Regions from separate parts of the Zea mays genome. Here region 1 is linked to region 2. A link is a contact called in public Hi-C data. All regions are on one chromosome and are shown on one strand. The core of a region is the stretch at or near the end of the contact, and the rest is flanking DNA. Distances in the headings are between cores, read along the strand shown.

Region 1 (3,770 bases), core at 534-3,033, 530 kb after region 2:
ATCTCCAAGCGGCCCGAACCTGTAAACACTGTCCATTGTTCCTCGTGCATCCGGCACGAACCATTTAGCTACAGTCGGCGACACCGTCCTACTCCTAAAAACACCTTGAGAGGCAACCCCGGGTGTGCGGTCGGACCCAAAACACCGACAGATACTCCAATATTGACACTAATACATATATATTGAGGTGAATTGGAGTGTAACTTAAATTAGTTTACGTTACAATCTACCTCAATATATATGGATTGATACCAATATTAAAGTAACAGACAAAATGGGAACAGAAGGGATGCCGCGACCGCCTCCAGCGTGCCTAGGCCGGCTCCGTGCTGGCCTTGGGCAGCGACCATGAGGGCGGGTGCGGTACTATGGTCAGATACTTTCACCGAAGGAGCGTGAAGGCACAGAGAGTTCTGTTGACCACTAAATTGAGCAGCGGACGGTCCGGCCCTGAGGTCGGACGGTCCGCGCGTGCGCAGAGCAGATTAGGGTTCCAAGTTTTGTGCTACGGTTGTTAGCTAGATTCGCGGAATTAGCTCGGAAATTAGTTTGTAAAGGGTCTAGCCCCCCTCCTCTATAAATAGAGAGGTATACGACCGATTTGTAATCATCAATCGAATCAATAACACTTCAATCTCGCATTTATTTCTTGTACAATTAGAAGTAGTTCTAGTTTAGCCTCTCAATCCCTAAATTTTCCGCTTCTCTTCGACTTTACGTCGATTAGAGGAGTCTAGGTCGGTCTGCCCGAGCCTAGACATCACCTAGGATCTCTCCTCCCCGACGGGGTCCCTCTCAGGAGCGAGATCTAAGCACCGCCGGCGACCTTCGCCGCCCCCTGCGCACGCGCGGACCGTCCAGTCCTAGGGCGCGGACCATCCGGCCGTCAGGCAGGAAACCCTAGCCCTGCACTAGGTCGCGGACCGTCCGACCCCTGGCCACTGATCGTCCGCGTCTGTGCAGAGAGCACCGCCGCCGGTTTGTGTTGAGTGTTTGGCGCCAAAAAAGGCGTCAACATGTTCATCGCTGGACACTCGCAAACGTTAGAATGGAGATCATATTCTTCTATACGGTGGGAGTTTTTTTTTTAAAAAAAAAGCACGAGCCAAAGCTAGGGAAGCTAGTTTTTTCTGCTTCACCTATGTAGTACAAAAGGAAGAAATGCTTTCTATCAAAAGCTATTTAAGAAATTGGTGTTTGCTACAGCTTACGATAGGTAGAGATGACAATGACACTCTGAGTCCCGATTTTCATATGGAATTCTTTGATTAGAGGATAGAAATAGAGAAGTTCTTACCCACACGAGATGCAAACAAGAAAAAATTATCACCCGATGCGTAAACTAGAATGTCGAAGCATTCTCCATTCCTGTTCCCCGTGGGGATTCTTTAAACTTACATGCGATGATGTTTTTTAATAGTTAATAATAAAAAATAAATAATTATATTATAAAGAAATCACTCGATGTACAAATGTGTTTATTTTAATTTATATATAATGATTTTTTACATATAACAAATGTGTATATGTGACAATATTTTACATCATAACAAAGTAAGTACATTCTATTTATAATTTAATCGGATACAGGGATCTCCGCGAATTTATATCTGCCGAGAATAAGAATAAGAAATAAATATCCTCCACAATCGTTCATGAGATCTCCGTAGCGGAATTTTTTCGTCGTAGAGACCGAGAGCTAAAATCCGACGATATATTCTTCGTTGTTATTCCTAACAATAAGAAGCCTAATAGAAGCAGGTAGGGAGAAGCACTGCCAAATGGGCCAAGCGTACGGTTGGATCATTGATTTATCGGACAGAAGCGAGCATCACAGCAGTAGTTGCCCTCGTTCCGTTACCGTCGTAATTCCTCCGCACCCGACCCGTTTCGTGTTCAGCAGACACCCCACTGCTCCCCGTCGCCTCCGCATCTCGGGGACCTTGCACCTCGCTAGCGCATCCGGCGACTTCCCAGAAGCTGTAGCGGCCGCGCCGGGCACTAGTACCGGCGCGGAGCCCATCACTTTCCGCCTACCTCGCCGCCGCCGCTTCGGCCGGCGGCCATGGCGAACTACCTCGCGCAGTTCCAGACCATCAAGTCCTCCTGCGACCGCATCGTCATCGCCGGTACGAACCTGTCGCCTCCCCTCTTAATTGCAAAAACATAATTCTATCCCCAAGGATCTGAACTGCGCTGCGGGGGCGCGATCTGGGTAGCTTGGTCCACCTGATCTTGTTGCCGTGTGATCTGGAAGGTTCCGAACGAGCCTAGATTCGTGCAGGAATGGCGTTACCGTGCTTTGTCTGGTTGTGTAGCTGAGTGCCTGCTCGTTGCATAGTGCCTATAGTGATAGTTTCAGAATGCTCAAGTTTTTTTTTCCTTTGCCCTCTTTAGTTTCAGATTGCTTAAGCTAATGAATACGTGAGAGATCTCGAATTACCATTTTGGTAGCTCAATCTTGTTCCTGCATGACGAGTTACAATGTCACTCTGAACGAACTCATGTAAATATGTTGTTCCATCACCTCCTTTGTTTCGGGGACATAACTCTGACAGTACGGACGAGTGTGCATCCACCGGCCTTACTGTGCTACAACCTGTGTGCACGGGTATCTAGCATGGATGGACTAATAACCCTCTAGGGGTTAATTCGGATCACAATTGAAGTAGACCTATTACCTATATAATTCATACTTCTTTGCTGTCCAAGCTGTTGAAGTGGTTTCAAGTTTGTATATTTCTACAAATTCCTTCTCGTATGTTGATTTGACTTTTGTAACAGTTGAAGATGTTAGTGACTTGTGGCTAAATGTCAAGGAAAGTTTTGAACAACGAGTGCCAGTGAAGAAGGCCTGTCTCAACAACAAGGCAAGGAACCCTGTTTTTGTTGAAAATCTTCCAGCTGAGTTTATACAAACTACTGATTCAAGACTGCGGAGTAGATTCCCACAAGAACAGTACTTATTCTGGTTCCGGGAGCCATATGCGACTGTTGTTCTTGTTACTTGTGAGGTACTCCCCACCCACATCCCCCTCTTGATCCTACTGTATGCTAATCATTTTGATTCATTTGTACTCGCCAAATGGCCATGTGGATGACTTTGCCATTCATTTATTTGTTTATATACAAAAATGTGCAGGACCTTGATGAATTCAAGACCATTCTTAAGCCTCGCCTCAAATTAATTGTGCAAAATGATGAACGAGAATGGTTCATTGTGTTTGTGTCGAAGGCCCATCCTAGCAATGATCAAGCAACTAAGATGGCAAAGAAAGTATATGCTAGGCTGGAGGCTGATTTCAACACCAAAAAGAGAGAAAGGTACTTGTTACAACTTCTTCACGGTAGTATTGGTTTGGAAAAAAATGCATGTGTTAAAGTTTTCCAATTGTTCCAACCCAGCTTTTCATTTGCTGTTATTTTGCAGTTATGTTTCCTTTCATTAGCTTATTTCTACTTGGGTAAAGAGTTACTACAAGTGAGTTATAACAGTGTAAAAATTGTTCATTTTCTGATATAGATGCTGCAAGTTTGATCTCCATGGACCTGACACGGAATTCTGGGATGATTTTGACTCTAAAATGGTGGACTGCATCAGAAACACTTTGGATAGGCGGGTTCAGTTTTATGAAGAGGAAATACGGAGGTTAAGTGAGCAACGGTTCACTCCAATATGGAACTTCTGCAACTTCTTCATTCTGAAGGTATAATAATGCAACCATAGTGATATTGCCAGTTGCAACCACATTTTTCAGTGGCTCTGTTAC
Region 2 (3,803 bases), core at 365-2,864:
GGCAGGAGGCTGGTCCTTGGTTGCAACAGTGCTTCAACAAGCTCAACAGGATCCTTCGTTAAGTCCACATACTCACCAGAAATCCATGCAGCCGCTGAAAGAACAGGGAAGAGGAAGTGATTTCCAAGCAAAGCAGGATCAATCAGAAGACTTCGAGCTAAACGGACAAGCTCTGGCCGCGCATCCTGCACTCTCAGTCCTAAATCAACAAACTGCCGACCAATCTCATCCCCCTGGGCACAATGCAGAGTTCTTGCCATATCCACAAGGAGTGAAACATACCAATCAAAATCCACCACCATCTCATACACATTATGCCCACATGCTGCTAGAACAGCCCCAAGAATGTCACTTGCGAACTCTGGGTCTGACTTTGGAACATGACTGATCAGGATACCAGCAATGTCCATGATGTTGTTTTCATTAACCATCCCCATAATAAGATGCAATGCCTCCTGGCGAATGTTCGCGTCAGCATCACCCAGTGACTTCACAATAGCATCCCAACAATCATTCACTGTGGATGCATATGCTGGGCCAATCATACCAAGAGCCAGAAGCCCAAGGTACCGAAGGTTGGGGTCATCAGCAGCAGCAATGAACTCCTTGGTTTTCCCAATGGCAAGGCGGACTGCGGCATCATGTGCTGGCAGTGCAGTGAGTACCGTACGGATGCACTCAAAGGTCAGTGACATGGCCGCAGATCGAGTGAGGAGCTGGCAGACCGGGTCGACAATTTTAGCTGCCAGGCGGGACTCGAGAGGAGCCAGTCGCGCAAACACCTTGAGCACCTTGATGAGCGCCCAGTTGGATCGGGAGGTGGTGAGCAGGCTGTAGAGGTCGGGCGCAAGCGGCAGAAAAGGAGTCGCGTCAGCAGGCGGCGCCGATAGGTCACAGAAGGCTGCCACAGCAGCCGTGGACGCCCGAGGATCGGGAGAGGCGAGACAGGCTGCGAGCGGCTTGAAGAGGACCGGCACGGCCGCGGACGGAGAGGCAGCTATGACGCGCGCGGCGGCGGCAATAGCGCGGGGGCTGCCGCGGGTGAGGTGTGGCACGAGGTCGTGCACGAGGTGAACCGGGAGGTCGGGAGCGGCAGCCGCGGCGGGTGAGCCGAGGAGCTGGAGCGCGAGCGCAGAGACGTGCTGGTGGGCGCCAGCGGAGGGGGAGAGGTCCTTGTGGAGCTGGTGCGTGGCGAGCGGGAGCAGGGAGAGCGAGGCCGGGTGGAGCGAGAGAGATGCGGCGAGGTAGGCCAGGCGCTTGTGGGGGAGGTGCGGCGAGGCCAGAAGCTCGATGGCGGGGAAGGCGAGCGGGTGGGAGGAGACGGGGGCGAAGTGGAGGGAGGAGAGGTACGTGAGCTTCTGCACCGCGACGGACTTGGTGGCGGCGTCGGGGGCGCGGATCTCGCGGTGGATCTCGGAGAGCGCGCGGGTAACGGCGGGGGCCTCGCCGGCGGCCGACGGGTCGGCTCGGAGGGACTTGACGAGGTCATTTAGGGAGCGCTGAAAGAGGGTGTCCACCAGCGACGGCGCCACGGCGGGCGCCGGCGGGGTGGAGGCCATCAGCGGTGGCTCAAGAGGAAAGGGGCTTGATCTGGTAACTGAGAACCGTGTTGGCGCGGCCGAGATGAAAGGAAGGCTCGAAGTCGAACCGTCGGGATTATCAACTCTTTAGGGCTGGTTCGTTTTGCTCTCAATCCATGTGGATTGTGTGGGATTGGATGGGTTTCAATCCCAAACAAGTCAAAATTTTTCACAATTTTTTCCAATCTCATCCAATCCACATGGGATAGGAATAACCGAAGAAGCCCTTACCATTAATAATCCCTACTTAATATTCACTTTCTATTTTCTTAATACATACTAGGGTCCTAATCGTGCGTTGCAACGGTTTTCACATATCTCACGGTAGACCTTTAATAATGATGCATGTTTAAATTTCAAGGACGTGCATTGCTCAAATCTCTCAGAAATTGCACTGAAGCAAAAATACCCTAAACTCTAAACAAAATTGTCCTCCACCAAAAAAGAAAATGTAAACTAAGTGTACAAATTTGTAAGAGTTGCAGATGTCTGTTTATTGAATGTATTAACAATCGAATACGACCGGGCCGCCAGTTGAGCGCCATCAGGTTGATAATCTCCATAATATGACTGTCCTAGGCTCGAAGCAGTTGTATCTGCTGGTGTTGTCAACCTGCAATGACGTGCAATCAACAATAATCAATCAATGTTCATCAGCCTTGATTAATTAAGAAAGAACTCACGAGAGTCATAATTATTATTGGGACTAAACATATAGCCATAATGACATGTATGCATGGCAAGTAGTGTTCTAATTGCCTTGTCTGTAGGTCCAGGAGGGAGGTTAGGTCACGAGGGTCTCCTCCATCTTGCCGGCCAGGGAGAGGCAGGTCACGGCCACCAGCTGCAACACCCACCTTTAGCAATCCTCAATGCAGATGTTGCCGCTGGAACCTAAAATTTTTAGACCCTTGCTCTAGCTTTAAGATCGAGAACAAAATATATATGTGCATCTGGATCTTGATAATAGAACTTAGATCCAATTCTGTTCTTATCATTAGTTAAAGTATATGTAAATAGGTTAGGTAACTTCTATTTCATTTCAGATTCAGATCATATATAGTTGTGGTCTGCTTGGTAATTAGGACATAAGGCTCAACAAGAATGTATGGCGTTGTGGCACACAATAGACAATGCTTGATAATTTACTGTATCAAGATGTATCCACTAAATAACTTATGTATGATCTAAGTTACCATAATAGCGAAATGAAACACATGAATAAAAGTCTGCCAACTAACCATGTAGACATGTTTAGCTCTTGCTTTTGCACAAAAAAGTGTTTTGGGAGATAACATTTTGATATGGTTTTGTCCGAACACCTATGTCCGTTCCTGCAGTCGGTACATGCAAATAATTAGCATCTCCACTGCATAGACATCCTTATGATAGATATTTCAAATTAATGAGATATCAATTTTAGAATCATTTACCTCATGAATACATGCAAAACAAAGGACATGTAAAGCCATAAGAGCTCTATAAACTTTGAAGAATCTACATTACGTCACTAATACTTGTGGTGTATCTCAATACAAAAAGAGGACATCCTTTAGCTTATTTAACCCTTGATCCAAATATAAAACAAAACATTAAAGAACATTTAACATTCAACTAAATAATACAAATCCAGTTACTATAACATCAGAACTCCTATTTCTTGATAAACAAAAAATGCACTGCAGAATGCATGACAGTGTTAGTCATATTCTCCAATTTCCAAACTTGATGAAAATTTGTTCCCAGATAGGGCAAGTTCATAAACAATCAGTTGTTAGATTGAAGTCTATTCTCTTTTATAGGTTGGACTGGCTTTAGAGAAACTACTTGAGGATGGCGTGGTCAAGCGTGGAGATCTGTTTGTCACCTCTAAGCTATGGTAAGGCTTCTCTTCTCAAGCTTATCTGAAGCAATGATGCTGATCATTGGTTTCTGCTGTAAGGTCAGAAACACTAAATTTTTCAGGCCAGGTAACCATGCACCTGAAGATGTGCAGGAGGATCTTTGTTCGGCACTCAAAGATTTGCGGCTCGACTACATAGATCTGTACCTTGTAAATTCCTGTTCTTGATCTTGGTACCTACCAGATAATAGTCTGCCTATTGTTTACCTGCTAAGATCTATCTGGTAATGACCTTACTTTACAGATTCATGGTCCAATCCGTATCCAGAAAGGAACCATGTTTATCCCGGAAAACCTATAAAATCTTGGCAATGAGTTCA

Evidence for each region. A called contact is a pair of places that touch in the nucleus more often than the background predicts.
Region 1: a Hi-C map of leaf shows a contact between it and region 2, with 7 times the contacts expected there. The contact joins the promoter of LOC100381936 here to the promoter of LOC100279859 in region 2. A contact is called at or near these places in 2 of 25 Hi-C or Micro-C datasets (ear and leaf).

Annotation. Positions count from the first base shown.
Region 1 is chr3:131,468,879-131,472,648 of Zm-B73-REFERENCE-NAM-5.0, forward strand. LOC100381936 reads left to right here and starts at 1,784. Exons shown (of 21, transcript NM_001350018.1): 1 at 1,784-2,129; 2 at 2,785-3,014; 3 at 3,143-3,324; 4 at 3,524-3,707. The coding sequence starts at 2,066.
Region 2 is chr3:130,939,727-130,943,529 of Zm-B73-REFERENCE-NAM-5.0, forward strand. It overlaps LOC100279859 (AP-3 complex subunit delta), which reads right to left and starts at 1,615. Exons shown (of 2, transcript NM_001152812.2): 1 at 1-1,615. The coding sequence starts at 1,559.